Regions from separate parts of the Mus musculus genome. Here region 1 is linked to region 2. A link is a contact called in public Micro-C data. All regions are on one chromosome and are shown on one strand. The core of a region is the stretch at or near the end of the contact, and the rest is flanking DNA. Distances in the headings are between cores, read along the strand shown.

The links. Hi-C and Micro-C count contacts between places; a contact is called where the count stands out from the background.
Region 1: a contact with region 2 is called in a Micro-C map of the G1E-ER4 cell line, with 4 times the contacts expected there. The contact joins two enhancer-like sites. A contact is called at or near these places in 1 of 39 promoter capture datasets (embryonic stem cells), 1 of 484 Hi-C or Micro-C datasets (the G1E-ER4 cell line), 1 of 115 datasets of contacts at active chromatin or transcription factors (embryonic stem cells) and 3 of 9 other capture datasets (adipose tissue, embryonic stem cells and liver).

The regions. Positions count from the first base shown.
Region 1 is chr8:122,404,013-122,406,712 of GRCm38.p6, forward strand. The region is part of intron 8 of Zc3h18 (zinc finger CCCH-type containing 18); the gene reads left to right. Among named protein-coding and RNA genes, the nearest start is that of Il17c, 17 kb to the right of the region's middle. Within about 2 kb of position 1,344, at least 12 of the 459 cell types and tissues checked have an H3K27ac peak or open chromatin away from gene starts, as enhancers often do. A contact at or near this core is called in the G1E-ER4 cell line, where this site is marked.
Region 2 is chr8:122,316,711-122,319,410 of GRCm38.p6, forward strand. The region is part of intron 3 of Zfpm1 (zinc finger protein, multitype 1); the gene reads left to right. Among named protein-coding and RNA genes, the nearest start is that of Gm46056, 26 kb to the right of the region's middle. Within about 2 kb of position 1,386, at least 41 of the 459 cell types and tissues checked have an H3K27ac peak or open chromatin away from gene starts, as enhancers often do. A contact at or near this core is called in the G1E-ER4 cell line, where this site is marked.

The sequences.
Region 1 (2,700 bases), core at 94-2,593, 87 kb after region 2:
CCTGCCTCCGTTTTCCAGCTGCTGGTTTTCCAGGCATGTGCCACTATGCCAGGCTATTTTTGTGTCTCTTTGTACCTGTCCTAGAACACATGGGTCTAGGGCCTTTGTTGTCATCTGTTACCAGTTCTGTGTCTCTGGGTTTTCTGGCTTTCCAGTATGCTCAAAAAGACATTTTCAAATTCTGAATCAGAGTGGTAGGTTGTGGAAAAGCCTTGTTCCAGTTCAGCACTTGCAGGTCAGGACTGAACTCAGACCTTCTGGGATTGTCATTTGGTTGGTAATATGAGCTAAGTGAAGCCCACAGATAGGACTTTGTTCTTGTATTGCTTCTGTGGTTGGTTGATTGGTTGGTTGGGTTGGTTTGGTTTTTGTTTTCTTTTGAGATAGTGTCTTGCTATGTGGCTATGGCCATCTTAGAGCTAGGTGTGTAGACCAGGCTGCCTTAACAGATGTTCTTGCCTCTGGATTTTGTTGCTGTCTCAGTAGATTGGCATGTGTTAGCCTTCTGTGGTTTTTTTTGTTTTTGTTTTTTTTAAAGATTTATTTATTTATTTATTTATTTATTTATTTATTTTATGTAAGTACACTGTAGCTGTCCTCAGATACTCCAGAAGAGGGCATCAGATTTTGTTACAGACGGTTGGGAGCCACCATGTGGTTGCTGGGATTTGAACTCGGGACCTTCAGAAGAACAGTCTGCGCTCTTAACCACTGAGCCATCTCGCCAGCCCGCCTTCTGTGTTCTTTAGGGCAGAGTGGAGAAATGGCAGTAAGAAACACTTACATCTCCGCTGTCTCATACATGTAGGGCTAATAGAGAGGACCAGACAGCAAGTGCTGACTTTGGGAAAAGGGTGCATCACAAGAAGTAATGGCAAAGCAGAGCAGAGAACACCTGGGACTTGTACTCCTGGGGAACTGCAGAGGGAAGGACTTACTGAGCTCAGAGGGGTTTAGCCAGTAGGCATCATCATGTGCATGGTGTAAGGCATGAAGAGGTACAGTGGTGTCACCCACTGAAATGAGGGCAAACTGTATACACTGTGGGACAGTCCTGGGAAACCTGTGCAATTTCCTGGGAGATAAACAAAAGTGTGTGTTCCTTGGGTGTTGGCAGATTGAGGTAGTAGGGAAGAACCCACATGCTATGAGTTCCTTCTTCCTGTCTTTATTAGATGTTTAACCCTCCTGATTTTAGAAGCAACTTGCCATCAGTTGCTTTTTATTCTTTGACCCCAGATTTGACAGCTGTCCAAGCTGGAGTTCCCAGATAGGCGGGGTGGTTGCTTCGCTCATAGGCTGCCGCTCACTTCCTTGTGTCTCCCTTGGCCTGTGTACTGTCAGCCTTAGCATTGACTCTTGACAGCACAGTTGACCCTTGCCCTGTAGAGCCTCCGGTAGCCTTTGGATATGGTACTGTGCTAGAGGGAGATTAGAGGGTACTGCAGCTACACAGAAGATCAAGGTCACAGATCACCTGTGCCTTTGTTTGTTTGTCTCTTCAGAAGTATCTGGAAATAGCACATCTGTCCTTGCCCAGCAGATGCCTGCTGTAGTTCCCGACCAGCCCCCCTCCCTTTGTATACTACGGTCCTGATACACCACGCGCACTATGAGGGCACCTATGGGGAGATGTAGCCTCCTGTGGTTTTGTATTCTGCCTGGCTTTCTAGGTCTGATGTGATATCTGGGTGGTTATTCCCCACTAAATGATTCAGCAGTTTTCTCAGGATGTCCTGGGAAACAAAGATACAACCTAATGTCACTCTGCAGACTCCAGACCTCGACTGTCCCCACTCAGAAGACAACTCAGGTGCCAGCTGGGAGGGTGTTAGCCTGTCGACTCAATAGCTGCTACCCTGAAACACGAGCTCCGTGGTCGTAGATCCTCTCCGTGGCCAGACTCGTTGGCACTCAGACACACGTCAGTCTTGCAGCTTTTCCCTCTAAATGATACATGAACACTTTTCTCAGTGAACGTGGTAATGGATTCTTGAATGATGGTTCATCCAGTCATTCTTCCCAAAGACCTATCATTAAATCTGGGGCTTCTGTTGGATACCCATGTTTCACCCACATAGCCTCTCCTGTGACCTGGGTTCTTCCCAGCTATGCTGGGGATCAGAGGCTCTCCCCACGCCATCCTTACTGCGTTTCCTTAGGGCGGCCCCTGGGTGTACCTGGGGCATTAGCTTCCAGGGTCAGGGCTGAGATAACAATGGCACAAGCCAGACTCACGTGTCTGGTGGTTAAGCTTCAGCACTGGGTGTCGCTCCCCCTGTGCCCCTCAGCAGGTAAGAGAGTCCTGGTACCCGCCACTGGCTGGTGCCTGAGTAAACAGAAGCTGTGAAAGGATAAACCGCAGGGTTTCTATCTGCATGGGGTAGTGCAGCCTTCCCTATATATGCCTTTTTCTCTAACTCTCTGAGGACACGAGGCCGGTGCTGTTAGGGAGGAGCCTGGGAGCCTCATTCTCTCTGTGCATTAATCAAGAACTTCCCAGGGTGCAGTTAACCAGACTCTTGAAATTTAGAGAAAAGGCTTAAGGCATGGACTTTCGTTCACTTTTTTTTGTTAACAGGTGTTTAAAAACATGGTTCTTGTTGCTATAATTTCATGAATACTGTGTACCTACTATGTGCCAACACTAAAAATAAACATGTTTGAACCAGGTGGACTCCGTTGCTGTCAGAACGGTAC
Region 2 (2,700 bases), core at 136-2,635:
AGAGTTACAGAAGAGAGCAGAAGTCGTTCTAACAGATGCAGACCCCACAGGATGCTGTAAGAAGTCCCTGAGCCCAGCAGGCTTGACCAACATGCTCCACTGACACTCACAGAGCCACCAAACTGCAGAGTCTCCCAAACCCAGGTCACGATGTATTCTAGGTCACTTGTAGATTGTGGGAAGGTGGGACAGGTGCCCCGGGACAAGCTCCAATGCCCAGCCACCGCTGGCTGCCCAGTTCCAGGCCAGCAGGGAGCTGCCGCAGGAGACATGGATGTAGGTCAGGACCAGCCTGCTTTGTGCTCCCCTTTCCTGAATGCCTACCAGCCCCTCACAATGTCATCCCTCTTCCTTTCCCCGTCAGGGAACTTAAGGAAGGACAGAGCCAGGTCAGAGGCTTGGGTTTGAACTTCCAGTGTCCTGATGTGATTCCGGCCTCCAAGCTGACAGAAGCCTTGAAGGCAGAGGCTATTGCAGATGGCTCTTCCGAGGAAAAGCTAACAAGTCCCTAAACCTGTTTGTCTCCCATCCCCCACAGAGCCTAACTCACCCTGAGGCAGAGGCTTGAAACTCAGAGTGTCTGGGAGTCTTGTACATCCTTTGTAGGGGCCTTTGGTCTGTGTGCTCAGGCCCTGAAAGGCCAGTGTGCTCTAAGTGGTAGCTGTGCCCTGACACACTGGCTCCCCAGCTCCCACCTCACTGTCAGCTTGGCAACTGCCACCACTTCCCAGACCCTCATACCCACCCTGACCGCTCAGACCAGCACCTGTGGCCCCAGAGAGCAATGGAATGAAGATAAGGCAGGTGGGTGCACTGAGCTGGAGCCAGGTGAAGCCAAGCTCTGGGCAAGACCAGGTTGTCCGTGCCATCATAAGTAGGCAGGGAGATGTGGGGGCTCTAAGCTGAGAGCTTAGAGCTCTGTCCCTATGCTAGGGGGAGGAAACCATGCCTCAGCCTCCTCAGGGATGCCGGCTGCGTAGAAAAGAGCTCCTTGCCTTGGCATGGTACACAATCCTCCAAGGGATTGGTGTGTCCTTTGAGGGGTGAGTGGGTGCACAGGTCACCGTTGCCATGGTTCCTCCTGCTAGTCTGGCTGCTTTGGTTGTGCCCTAAAGGGACAAAGGTGGTGTCTCCCTCCAAGAACCTAGAATTCTGGCTCTGAACCATACAGGGTCCTGGGATGAGCAAGAGATGCCTTCCACCTGGCATCCCTTGACCTATTACACGCTATCGATGCACCTTCTGTGAGAGCCAACCCTTCCCCAGAACAAGCCCCAGGCGGAGAGAGGCCCCCTGGGAGGAAAAGCCCCACCCTCCATAGCAGGCTCTTCCCAGATGAACCCAGATCTGCCATTAGTAAGGGCCAGGGTCCAGCCGATAAAGGCTGGCTGTTGCTCCATGTCAAAAAATCAATACTCAACAAGCACAGTCCCAGAGACCAGGGAGGGGCTGCGGAGTCGCTGGAGGGGCAGGACTTCAGCACCTTGGACCAGCCCTCCTCCACCTGGCACCAGTGTTTGGGGTTCTCAGTGACTTAATCCTAGGCCAGACTGACCACACACACACACACATACCCTACCCTGCTCCCTTCTGATGGACAGGAAGCTTGAGGTTGGCTTCTTCCTCCCCAGGGCCACCAGAGTGGTGGCAGGACTTGAGGAGGAGGGGCTGGATGGCTACGGAGAGAAGTGCATAGGGGACAGAAGCAGGGGTACTCTCCCACTCCTGAGGTCAGCTGCCCCGTCTCCCAGGCATGATACCCTCCTGGGTCTGGGGCACATGATGCCCAGAATATCCCTCAGGGCTGGCAGTCTACGAAGCTAGACACCTCTTTCCTCTGAGGTTTGAGCCACTGAGAACAGTGACACTGGCGAGAGGGAGGGGACTGGGCGGAGTGAGGAGAGAAATACAGGCTCTGGTGCAGCACCCCTGGGAGCAGCCCACCCTAAGGCGTTGTGGACCCTGCTCTGCACCAGCTGCACCAGCACCTTTGCTGCTGCCACAAGTGGACAGAGTGGTTCAGAGCAGGGCTGCTTCCTGGTGTGAGTGGATCGCATTCTTACAGGTCCTGAACCCAGCTTTCTGGTGGCCTCCATCCAGCTTACTGATCCCCATTTTCCTAGTGACTGGCAGCTATAGGCACTCTGCAAAGTCAGAATCTACCTCCCGAGGGGCGGGGTGGGGCGGGGCGGGGCAGAGACCCCCCCCCCATTTCCCTTGGATCTCACCCCAGCCCTCCGTGCCACTGCTTCTGAAGGTGGTGGTCAAGCTTGTGTCCATGGCGCCTGTCACTCTGCAGCTTATCTGCCTGGTGCCATCCTCTCCCTCTGCAGAATGCCGGGAAGAAAGCAGAGATGGCTGAACTCTCCTTACTGGCCATGTCACCTCTGGAAAGTCCCTTGACCTCTCCAAGCTTGCTTTCAATGCCTCCCCCACCCCCATCCCATCTTCCTTAAAAACTGTTTAGCAGACAGTGACCCTGAGCAAGGGCAGGTATAACACACACGCCCCTTCTCACAGCAGATTTCCCTTTCAGTGTGGCTTGATCCAGGAACACATTCCAGCAGCTCTCTGACCCCTCCATCCCCTGCTGTGTGACTCTAGGGCATCTTTTGCCCTTCCGGGTCCTTGGTTTAGTGGGAACTGATGTCCTCTGGGCTACACAGTTTGCCTACACTGTTCTGTGTTCACACCTGCAGA